Linked DNA regions of Mus musculus: regions 2 and 3 are each linked to region 1. The links are chromatin contacts, called in public ChIA-PET maps. All regions are on one chromosome and are shown on one strand. Each heading gives the region's core, a stretch centred on a gene start, on an enhancer-like site or on the middle of the called end of the contact. The rest is flanking DNA. Distances are from core to core; before and after follow the strand shown.

Evidence for each region. ChIA-PET counts read pairs in DNA pulled down with a chosen protein or histone mark.
Region 2: a contact with region 1 is called in an RNA polymerase II ChIA-PET map of memory CD8 T cells, with 7 read pairs. The contact joins two enhancer-like sites. A contact is called at or near these places in 2 of 115 datasets of contacts at active chromatin or transcription factors (memory CD8 T cells and pancreatic cancer cells).
Region 3: a contact with region 1 is called in an RNA polymerase II ChIA-PET map of memory CD8 T cells, with 5 read pairs. The contact joins two enhancer-like sites. A contact is called at or near these places in 3 of 484 Hi-C or Micro-C datasets (the G1E-ER4 cell line and nephron progenitors) and 1 of 115 datasets of contacts at active chromatin or transcription factors (memory CD8 T cells).

The regions. Positions count from the first base shown.
Region 1 is chr2:38,070,148-38,074,139 of GRCm38.p6, forward strand. The region is part of intron 5 of Dennd1a (DENN/MADD domain containing 1A); the gene reads right to left. Among named protein-coding and RNA genes, the nearest start is that of Dennd1a, 220 kb to the right of the region's middle. Within about 2 kb of position 1,879, at least 37 of the 459 cell types and tissues checked have an H3K27ac peak or open chromatin away from gene starts, as enhancers often do. A contact at or near this core is called in memory CD8 T cells, where this site is marked.
Region 2 is chr2:38,317,240-38,321,231 of GRCm38.p6, forward strand. No RefSeq gene overlaps it. Among named protein-coding and RNA genes, the nearest start is that of Gm46736, 20 kb to the right of the region's middle. Within about 2 kb of position 2,067, at least 25 of the 459 cell types and tissues checked have an H3K27ac peak or open chromatin away from gene starts, as enhancers often do. A contact at or near this core is called in memory CD8 T cells, where this site is marked.
Region 3 is chr2:37,929,312-37,933,303 of GRCm38.p6, forward strand. The region is part of intron 13 of Dennd1a (DENN/MADD domain containing 1A); the gene reads right to left. Among named protein-coding and RNA genes, the nearest start is that of Crb2, 160 kb to the left of the region's middle. Within about 2 kb of position 1,905, at least 60 of the 459 cell types and tissues checked have an H3K27ac peak or open chromatin away from gene starts, as enhancers often do. A contact at or near this core is called in memory CD8 T cells, where this site is marked.

The DNA of each region.
Region 1 (3,992 bases), core at 629-3,128:
TAGAAGGAGAAGGAAGAGGAGGAGGAAGAGGAAGAGGGGGAGGAGGAAGGAGAAGAGGAGGAGGAGACAGCCATGCTCACTTTACTATACACAGGCATGCACACTCTCAGAAAGACAAAATAAAACACTATTAGTGTTCATTTCAAGGCTATGAACTATAGAAAACCTTTTCTTTATCCCACATTTTTCCCTAGATCTTCTATGGTTTGTGTCCCGAGCACATGGTATTTTAAAAGTTAAAAAGGAAAGCCTTTTCTCATGCTACTCACAATTGAAAGCATCCTAAGTGTACAATAATAATGGTTATAATGAGTTATGAGATTTCTGTCTAGAAAAGTATTTAGTACACAAAATAATAATAATATATTTAGATATAAAGCAGGCTCTGTATTATGTATAATTTTTTCTCATATTATCCCAGTGTCCTAGAACAAATACATATCACTTTTTGGATGGCAGTGAAGGTCACTGGTAGATGCCCTGGACTCAAAATCTAATACCAATAAACAAACAGTTTTTATTTATTACTATATTAATTTAAAGAAAGCCTCCTTGAAACAAACTCCTCTAGGCTTCCAACTACTGGTGTTCTTCTTGGAGTTGGGGAGGCAGGCTGTAAGGGAGCAAAGTGGAAGCCTGTTTTCCTGCTTCATTACGTATCTTCACTTCTGTGATGACCCAGTTCCCAAACAAGCCCCCAGATAAAATGGCAACTGATTCTTTTTAATAGCTGAGTAGTACTCCATTGTGTAGATGTACCACATTTTCTGTATCCATTCCTCTGTTGAGGGGCATCTGGGTTCTTTCCAGCTTCTGGCTATTATAAATAAGGCTGCTATGAACATAGTGGAGCATGTGTCCTTCTTACCAGTTGGGGCATCTTCTAGATATAAGATACAATTTCCTAAACACATGAAACTCAAGAAAAATGAAGACTGAAGTGTGGACACTATGCCCCTCCTTAGAAGTGGGAACAAAACACCTATGGAAGGAGTTACAGAGACAAAGTTTGGAGCTGAGATGAAAGGATGGACCATGTAGAGACTGCCATATCCAGGGATCCACCCTATAATCAGCATCCAAACGCTGACACCATTGCATACACTAGCAAGATTTTATCGAAAGGACCCAGATGTAGCTGTCTCTTGTGAGACTATGCCGGGGCCTAGCAAACACAGAAGTGGATGCTCACAGTCAGCTAATGGATGGATCACAGGGCTCCCAATGGAGGAGCTAGAGAAAGTACCCAAGGAGCTAAAGGGATCTGCAACTATAGGTGGAACAACATTATGAACTAACCAGTACCCCGGAGCTCTTGACTCTAGCTGCATATGTATCAAAAGATGGCCTAGTCGGCCATCACTGGAAAGAGAGGCCCATTGGACACGCCAACTTTATATGCCCCAGTACAGGGGAACGCCAGGGCCAAAAAGGGGGAGTGGGTGGGTAGGGGAGTGGGGGTGGGTGGGTATGGGGAACTTTTGGTATAGCATTGGAAATGTAAATGAGCTAAATACCTAATAAAAAATGGAAAAAAAATGGCAACTGATGCTCTAATAATCGCGCATGCCCAAGCCTACTGCTCTTTCCCTGAACAGCTCCTATCAGTTGTAGCTCTAGAACAGAAGTTGATATCTAAGTTTTTCAGTGACTTTCCTTAGGGTTGGTAGAGATGTCTGCAGTAAACCCTGACACTTTTTTTCCTGAGGGAAGAGAGAGAAGCCAAATCTGCAAAGCAAGCTAGATGAATGAGAAGTTACTTCCATCTAGAGGGAACAAGATATAACAAAGATCCAAAAAGCTACAAATGGCTCACTTAGGGTGTGTGCAGGATGGGGGTTGGTGGGGTGGGTGAGGATGTTGCTCCATATGATGGTTTTGGAGAGGGAAGATGGCAGTAGAAGGAGGAATCTTGGGTATAAAGGGTGGGGGTGGGGGGTCCACTTCTAAGGAACCTTCCAGGCTGGACTCTAAACTGAGAGCAGAAGAGAGATCAGATAAAGGACAGAACAGAAGGTGTACATGTCTGGAACTAGGGAGACTACAAGGCTTAAGACCAGCACAGCAGTGGAAGTCCTGTGTGTGTATGGTAATGGTGGTTTCCCCAGAGTCACTTCCCTTTGCAAAAGGACAGACTTCCTGTTTACCTGACAGGGTGGAGGTTTGGAACAAGTTAAGCAAAGTACCACAAAAGTACCTGCTACAGTTCAAGGAATATATCAAGCACTGAAAAATAGGTAGCTTCTGCTTTGATTATTAGGGTAGTGATGCCTAGCTGCTCCCTCAGGAGAAAGAATGGTGCCCAGCCATATTTGCAACAGCTTTTAAATGCTTGTAAAATGCTCAGTGCTGCAAGTATATGGATATTCTTTAAGATTTAAAAGGAAGAGTAGGCTGAGCTAATGGGGAATTTCTAAATTAATATTTATGCACTTAACATAAGATAAAGATTTTATTTCAAAGACAGAATAAAAGCAAAGAAAAAAGTTTTAAGATGTGAGCACACATACATTAACAGAATTAAGGAATGAATGACTTTTGCAAGCTAACACTACAAATGCTTCCTTATGCTTTTCTAAGTGAAGAAATAACATATATTGTACTTAACTAAACTAATTAGCTAAGACCCAACCCTGAGTCAGCCAGTTACTCAAAATTGTTTGGTTCTCATTTTGTAGAAGGAATATAAACACAGATAATATAAGTGACTTCCCTGAAGCAACATATCCTCAGAATCTAAAGGACACCCAAACAAGCTCACAGTCAACTGTCCCAAGTGAGGGGCAGCTCTCTAACACTACTCTATCTCCTTCCTATTCTTGCTCTTTCTCCCACCAAGTAAAAAAAGGAGGAAAGTTCTCTTCCTAGGAGAAAGAACTGAAGGGTCTCCTTCAATGACTAGAACTGCCCTGAAGCTCAAAATTACTTCTGTATTGAATCTGCATAGCCTTGTCCTAACCAGGATTTGAAATGATATCTGTTCATCTCAGTCTTCTGCACAGTTTGATAACTTCTCTGCCATCTACAGGTCTTAGACTTCTATGACTCATTTGGTCACCAAACATGTATTGGTAGTAAGACCCTTTGAAGGAAGTGGGTAAATCAAACACAATCTCCAGTCTCAGTGTCTAGTGGGGAGTCAGACCTGCAAGTCATCAAGTGTCATGACTGAGCAAATTCTATGAAGGAAGAAGCATAGGCATCCAAGATCTCTCATGAGTGTGATCCCATGAACATGGGAGGCTCCCTACCCCACCAACAGAAGTTGTCAACAGTTATAAAAAGAAGGGGCTGCAGAGCTGGCTCAGCAGGTAAGAGCACTGGCTATTCTTCCAGAGACCCAAGTTCAGTTCTCAGCCTCACATGGTGGCTGACAACCATTTGTATGTAACTCCAGATCTGGGGATCTGATGTCTTCTTTTTCTGGCTTCTGTGGGCACTACAAACGTGCTACACAAATATGCATGCAGACAAAACATCTACACACATAAAATTAAAATAAATAAATTCAAAAATTCTAAAATTTGAAATGGTTACACAGGAAAACTTTATTTCATTTTTATTACCTTTTATTAGGAGTAGACAGTACTGGGAACTGAACCCTGAACTTTGCAAATGCTAGGCACTCTACCATTCAGTTACATTTCCAGCCCCCCCATATATGTATGTGTGTGTGTGTGTGTGTGTGTGTGTGTGTGTGTATTTAACAAGATGACAGCAGAAGATCATCTACTTTATAGATTGATAGCTGAATGAAGACCATGAGAACCCCAAATCCATTAGTGGTCTCCACAAAAGGCTTTCTGATTTTTATGAACAATTTTCTTCTACCTTTTTCTGTTAGTTTTTTTTTTAAGGCACTTTTGTCTGGGTCCAGAATATAAAATCAGAAAATAAATGGCAAGTCTTACTACTGTGAACTTCAATCAGCTCATTACAGACCAAAGAGACATATTTGAATGCACATTGCTACATTCATTTCCCTATTCTGC
Region 2 (3,992 bases), core at 817-3,316, 250 kb after region 1:
AGATGGATAGATAGATAGATAGATAGATAGATAGATAGATAGATAGATAGATAGATCAAACCCAGCTTCTATTCAGAGATAAGGACATTATGTAGGTTGCCAGAGTACAGTGAGGCAAATCCAGGTTTTAAAGTTGTTATTTTATTGGGACAGGGGCACTTTTGCCACAACATGCAGATAGAGGCCAGAGGACAATTTCGTAGTATGGTTCTTTCCTCCATCCTTACATGGGTTCTGGAGATTGAACTCAAGTCACCAGGTTTGTTCTACAAGTGAATCTACCCGCTGAGCCTCCTCACCAGCTCCCAGATCCAGGTTCAAATCCTGGCACATCACCAACCTCTGAATAAGTATGACCACATTCCCCATCTTGTATCAGAGTCCTTACTTACCAAGTGGAGATGACATCCTAGTGACTTATCGTTATCCTCAGTTGACAGATTGGGGAACTGAAGTCCAAAGCTGGTAAAGGACTGACTGAGCTAGCACCAGAACTCATGGCCAGTTTCCAATGCCCATTTGGTTCATAGCTCTCCACTTTTAAATGCCTCTACATCTGGGAAGGCACAGGGAAGGGAGTAACCCAATTTTAAAAACCAATTTGAATAATTAAATTTGACAGCAAAAAGTTCAGTACGGGAAATACATTTCACCGCTCCATTGCTGAATCCGTTTAATGTATTTTGAACCAGCTTAATTCACCTAGCTAGAAAATCCATCAGGAGTTCAAAATGAAAACAAGCAGCAATGAGGCACTGCATCTTCAGAAGAAGCCTGTGTCTAAGTTTTGCTTCTTGTGAGGGTGGGGGTGAGGCTACCCTCACCTCTGAACTCACCCAGGGTCCTTGGATAGAAGGCACTAAAGGCTTGAAGAAAGCTTGTGTCTGAAGCCATTTATTTTCATAACAAGGACTTTTCATCTTCAAAGCCCTTTACAAGCCATAATTAATCTTCACAACACCTAAGTGAGCTGGGTACACAGCATTACCTAGGTTTTATAGGCCAAGGTAGCCCAGGGGAGACTTTTGGATGGTGAATGACCCTTGGACACTTGACACAAAAGGGACAATTAAACTGCCCCACCTCAGCCTGGCAGGCAGGTCCCATATTCCCCAACCCCAAACCAGACCTTCTCGATTAATCTTCAGAAAGTATTTCCTGATGGCAAAGCAGGCCCTGGAAGGAGGAGAAACCTGGAGATACAGACAAAATCCAAGCCCTGGTGTTATCACTATTTAAATATGGTTGACTTTATTGGTATTATACATTAACTTTATTTAAATAACAATAAATAAGAACAGCATATATTTCCACACTCACACTGAGCATTTCAAAAGCTCTTTTCTACACAACATTTCAGGTGATCTTTATGACAATCATTTTGGTCCAGGTTTTACTTATTGAATACCTATCTTGTGTCACATTGAAGGTATAACAGAAGTGAAGGGGGCTGGCGAGATGGCTCTAGTGGATAAGAGCACTGACTGCTGTTCCGAAGGTCATGAGTTCAAATCCCAGCAACTACATGGTGGCTCAAGACCACCCGTAATAAGATCTGATGCCCTCTTCTGGTGTGTCTGAAGTCAGCTACAGTGTACTTATATATAATAATAAATAAATCTTTGGGCCAGAGCGAGCAAGGAGTTGACCCGAGTGAGCAGACGTCCTAAAAATTCAATTCCCATAAACCAAGGACTAGCTGATAAACTAAATGCATGGATGTGCCTCCCTAAAACCAACACCAGCAAGCATACACCCACTGCTCTTTTGCAGGCTCTGTTTGCTGCCTTCAATCTCAGTGTTGAAATTGCCTTTCGAACTTGAACCAGCCAAAAAAAAAATTCTAAATGAAAAACAGGAATAAAAAGAGCAAAGTCTGAAACCAACTTGAGAAGTGAACAGTGTGTTTGGGCTGCACATGGGTGCCGAAAGCGTGTGACAGCCTTCATGGAGTCGGGACCAAGAGCAGCTGAGCCACGAGCCCTTCCTCGGCCAGGCCTGGCTGCCGGGCCCACTCCGGAAGCCATGGGGCAGCAATGGAAATCGTGGTTGGAGGTTGCCCACAGAAGCTTGTTTACCGACTCCTCAAAGCCACACTTGCCTGCTTCCTCGTTGGTTTCCTGCCACAACATGATCGATTCTTACAGATACATTTCTCTAGAAGTTGAGTGGTGCCAGGCAAACTGTGCCAAAGCAATCTCATTTCCATGTGTGGTCTGGGTGGATTGGGGGAGGCTGCAGGCAGAATCGCTCCGATTTCAGCAACATGGCTTGGAAGGGTGGCATCTCACTCACCTGAGCCTCCCTAGAGTGGTCATCTGACCCAATCCTTCCCCTGCTAGAACCCAGGGCTCCACATTGCCTGCAAGACAGATGGAACTCATGTGTGCAGGGCCACAGGGGATTTGGTGTTTGCCCAATTCCCAGTCTTGGGTGCTATGGTCCCTCCCCACTGCTCTACTGAGCACTTCCGTCTCTCTAATCTCTATCTCTTTTTAGTCCTGCTTGAGCCAACTGGAATGTTCTGCCCTGCCTTGTCCCTGAAGCTAATCCACACCCTGGTTGGAGAGTCAAGCTGAACTGTGGCCAGCCTCACCTTCCTTTTCTTCTGCCCCTCCCAATTAGAAAGAATTAACACCCCCGTGTGAGTTCTTATGTGTACCATACTTAGGACAGGATGTTTCTTAAAATTCGAAACATTGAGTTTATAAAACATAGAAAGGACTAAATACCATATTCTGTTTTATTTTCTGAGACAAAGGTCTCACTATGTAGCCCAGGATGAACCCAAGCTCAAAATATACCACTACTCCACCAATTTCTCCATAGTTTCACCAGAAAATTTGTTATTTTTCTGTGTTTTGTAGATCTTTTGGGAAGACATGTTTATTCAAGTCCTCTTTTTTAAATTGGTGTTTTCTTTCCTTTTTGCCTAGATGTTTGGTTTTAAATATGGGAGGAAGAGGTGAACCTGGGGCCTCATGCACCCCAGGCAGTATTGTTCTGTGCTGAGCTACATCCCCAGCCCTTAGTGTTATTATTAATTATTATTCCTACTGCTGTTTAATATGCATGTGTACATGTGAGTGTGGCAGAGGAGCGCACACTTACTGTGCATGTGTGGAGGCCAGAGTATCTCTGTCCCGTGTCTTTCTCTTTTGCTCTCCACCCTACTTCCTAAGATGAGGCTCCTCACTGAACCTGAACTGACTAGCCATCAAAACAAGTTCCCCAGCACTGAGATTACAAGCCCCTGCCACCAGGCCCTACAGTTATGTGGTGCTGGACATCCAAATTCATGTCCTTGTCTATAGCCAAGGCAAGTCTTGAACTTTCGATTCTCCTGCCTTTGTTTCTCAATGAGGCCTGTACCACAAGGTCTGGCTCTAACTAAACTTTTGTTTGTAGTACAACATGCAGGCAGTAAAGTACACACATCATAGAGAACAAGAATATTGACTCTTCCCAGAGAAAACATGTTCCCATTCCCTGCCTTGCTTCCCTTTCTCAATACACTGGATGAGCTCAGGGAAGCAGAAGTGAGGCAGAGAAGGTCCAGCCTGAGACAGGGGCTCCTGGTCTAATAACAAAGACAGCAAAGCACCCACAATCCAGCCTGACATGTACAGTGATGTGATTGGGGCAGAGCACCATTTAGGCATGTAGTTCTCTCTCTCTCTCTCTCACTCTCTCTCTCTCTCTCTCTCTTTCTCTGTGTGTGTGTATGTGTGTGTATGTGTCTGTCTGTCTGACTGTCTGTCTGTCTGTCTGCCTCTGTCTCTCTCTTACATGCACGGGGGGGAGGGGCAATCATCCACACCCTCTGAGCTCTTAGCCCCTAAGAATCTTCCTCAGCTGAGCCGTTTCCCCAGACAGGCTTGGAGACCATCTGTGGTGGCAAGAACAGGCAGGAGCCTGGCGGATGTGGTGAGGCAGGCTGGTAACCATTTGTTTTCACCTGGTCCTCATGCTCCTGAGACATTAGAGCATCT
Region 3 (3,992 bases), core at 655-3,154, 140 kb before region 1:
GCAGGAGACAGACAGGAAGTTCCTGGTAATGAACTTTCAGGATCAGCTGACTGGAATGGGAGATTATAAGAACTTTCAGGGTGAGGGTTGTGTAGTCCTGTGAGTGCAGCCATCCCTCAGCTGTGCAACTGGCAATGGTCTCAACAACAAAGCTTGTATTTTCCACAATTGAAATAGTCTAAAGACAGACTTCAGGTCCATTCTAGGCTTCCCCATTCAAATGATATATATAGAGTCACAGGGCCTGTGCTTGGTCACAGGTACTCATTCCAGTCTTGTTTCCCTGTTCCTCATCTGTGCTGAGTGTAGTGTCTTAAGGCTGCTCAAGTCCTTCTGGGTTCAAGATGGAAACATGGGCAATTAGTCACTACCCTATCCGAGTTCTAGGAATCCTTTATACACCACACCCCATCATGTGGGCTTCGGTGTGCCCCACTCAGCTTCTCTCATATGAGTGAGCTGAAAATGGCCTTTCCCCACAGTGGAACAAATAGGCCCCTAGAGTCAGGCTCCTGCACACACCTGAATTTCTTTTACCCAGAAAGCTTAGGAGTAAGAGCATCTCAAAGTTTTATTAACTGAAATGTTGGTAGATTATTACCTAAAATATTGAAAGGTAAGAACAACTTAACAGCCCAGCAGGGGAGTATGGCCAGGGCAACAATGGCTGTGGCTTACTCAGTGACATACAGTGTAAAATGTATAAGATGCCACATTCAGTGTGGGACAAACAGACTTTATTCGTTAATCTGTTGAGCTCTGGATACCCTTTGTATCATGGGAAACAAGCAGATGCAATGCATTCATAAATTGCATATACACATACACACACAAACACGTTTGGTGGAGTTGTGGTGATGCCTTAATTTCTTTATTTACGAGTATTTCTTATTTTTCATCTCTCCAAAAGTAAACATAAACACAGGTTTCTCTCTGCCAGCTCAGGAGATGGGCAATGTTACTTAAGCAGAATTCTGAAACCTGTGGTACAGTTCTGACCTGGTACAACACAGTCTGGTGCATTCATGCTTGAAAACCAAGCTATCAATCTGCCTTTATCTTAACTTCTATGCCTTTGAGGGGTTTTAGGTGGATAAATATGACTCAGCAAAAACCATGTATAAAATCAAGGGATATAAGGTGAACGACATGAGTGTTCTTTATCAGCATCTAGAATGGACTGACTGAGATGGATGCTGAGTGTTCATACAGCTTGTTTATAGCATTCACTCCAGCACTAAGGGCAGGGTCTAGGCTCCTGTCACCACAGGGAAGGCTGGCCAGTGGGTTGGCCCTGAGAGAGCCACACTGGCTAACTAAATAAGAGTACCCGTAATGTTTCACCAAGCCGTGTTTCCACAGCCAATACACAGAACAGGCCACTTCCCTAGGTACCAAGCAAATGTGCTCTTTGAGTAGACATTTCCAGGACCCATATGGCCAGATACAGGAGATGTATCCTCATATGCACTGCCTCAAGGTGACTCCATGTAGAGGAGGAGTTAAGAGACTGCATAGAAGGATCAAATGAAAGCTTAAACTATCTTCAAGAGTTCGTCAAAACAGGCCAGTGCATTTCAAAGGGGGTGGATCAGTCTTGCTCAGATTTCCTGATGATATCATTTTGAACAAAGGAGCAAGGTAGAATATTCTTTTTAAAAAGCATGCCTTCTCCCTAGGAGAGAAAAGGGGACTCAAGGCAAACTCAAGAATCACACTACTATCCACATCCTGTGAAAGTTGTATTCTTCTACCAAGCAGATAATGGATCCTTGGCCTAGCAATTAAAATCATTTGTCTTTTATCCCCTTCTTGCCAAAAAGGACCCCAGCCCTAACTAGTTAATCCCCAACACACACTGCTGCTCCCAGAGTTGCCTGGCAACTACCAGGAGGCGTGTCAGAGAGCAAGAAAGGCCTAAATAAATGAGCTGGAGCCTGTGCTGTGCTTGACATGGATAAAGAGGTTCTCCGAATGGGGCTTCCTGGCTGCTTGTGGTTCTGTCATTTAAGTGGGAAGAACAAGTTGGCTTGGGCAACACTGTTAAATGCCCTAGGCTTTGCCACTGATTTTTTCCAGGTAACTGAAAAGTGGGTCACATACCCCTGTGATTTGCAGACACCTCCTCTCTTCCAGGAAAAAGCTATTTCCAGAGACTCCAGACAGGATAAGGAGCAATGCATGCACACGGAACACAGGCCTGGGGCTAACCTGTGCCTCCCGCACTCCCCTATCCATTCTCTGTCCATTAGTCCAAAATACACTGGCTAACACCTACACTCTGTGCCATGGCCTGCCTAGGATGAAACTTGTGAGAACTAGAAGACAGGCAGGAGAGTGCAGTGGGAGGAACCTTGTCTTGGAGTCTCCTCCTGGCTCTCCTACATTCTGGGAAGTCATTGCCAAGTAGAGCCTCTGCCCCATCTGTAAATGGACAAGACAAAGGTCAGGTAAACAGGAAAGATCGTGGCTGGGAAGCCACTTGAAGGTGAACTATGACTGATTTGTGGGAGCCACTGAGGAGGGGTAGACAGTTATTCCTCACTTTCACTTTCTGACTACAGGAAGTCCCTTTGAAACATCTGGCCCTGAAAAGACCCACCTAGACCAGGCTAGGCTCAGTATAGAGAAGCCTCAGCAAGATGGCCCTTCCCTTTCCTTTGGACACGGGTAAAACAAAGCTCAAAGGCACTCTGAATGTTTCCAGTAAGGGAAAAACATAAGCAAAACAAAATAAACAAATAAAAAACCTACAAAGGCTCTCAAGTGAGCTCTAAGTCATAGGCAGGACCCTTTTAGGCCAGGCTTCTACATAGGCAGGCAAGGATCAACTGGCCCTACAGGAGCTGCATCCCAAATACTTCTGGCTGGAAAGGAATCCTAGCAAGAACAGGAGACAAGCTGCTGTCCAAGGGCTGGCAGGCAGGCCCTGGACTAGGCTTATCCAAGTTTCACTACAATCCTGCAAGGATCAGGCTCCACATGGAAAGAAACTGAGGCTCAGAGGTCTGAAGGAGTCCTAAGTCACAGCTGCCAAGGAGCAGAGCAGACAGCAGCAGCTCATGCTTTCAGAGCAATGCAAGTGGTTACTCTGAGGTCACCAGTTTCCTACCACAGCACAGCACTAGTCTGGGTGGGAAGATACCATAGCCATTTGGACAGCAACACAGCACAAGTAGTAATGGCAAGTGTGGCAGAGGGTTGGGCAGTGACTTCCAGGTTGCTCAGGGCCCTCCTTTCTGCAGGCGCTCTCTGCTCTCAGTCTCTCTGCAACTGCTCTGCACATGGCCACCCATTTCTTCCTCCCCTCAGCACCAAAGCTTGAAATGTTCTTGGATCCTGAGTGTTGATTCTGAGTGTTGAATAGAGCTGGCCCTGCCCCTCAACTGGGCACTGTGGGAGAGCTGGTCCTACCTCTCATGGGCTACAGCACTCGGAAGAGTGAGCCCCACACCTTGCCTGGGCAGCACAGTAGAGCTGGCCCTGGTAGATGGTGCAGTGAGCTGTACCTGGAAAGCATGGGAGCAGGAGAGCAGGCCCTAGTGGTATGGGTGCAGGAGCGCTGGCAGGCTGACCAATTCAGCTACCACCCAGGCCCAGATCTACCCCAACATCTACTCCATCTATGAAGTGCTGGAGCTGGTGAAGGGGTCAGTCCTACAGAACCAAAGCTGAAGGATGTCCATGACACAGGGCATTAACTAAGAGGCGTCTCAGTAAGGATCCAGTATTGACAGTGTGGCAGAAGTCAGAGACCTCAAACCAGACCAATGGCTCATTGCAAAGATCATTTGCAAGCAAAGAAGTGTTGGTAAAAGGGTATATACTGTGAGATACATAGCAGCTTCCACTGCAAGATGTTGTTTTGGTTTTTTGTTTTTGTTTTTTTCTTTAGATAGGGAGGTTGCAAGGGCAAAGGGCAGATATGGAGGAATGGAGGGATGAATGAAATTGGGGTACTGATGTGAAATTAACAAAGGATCAATAAAAAA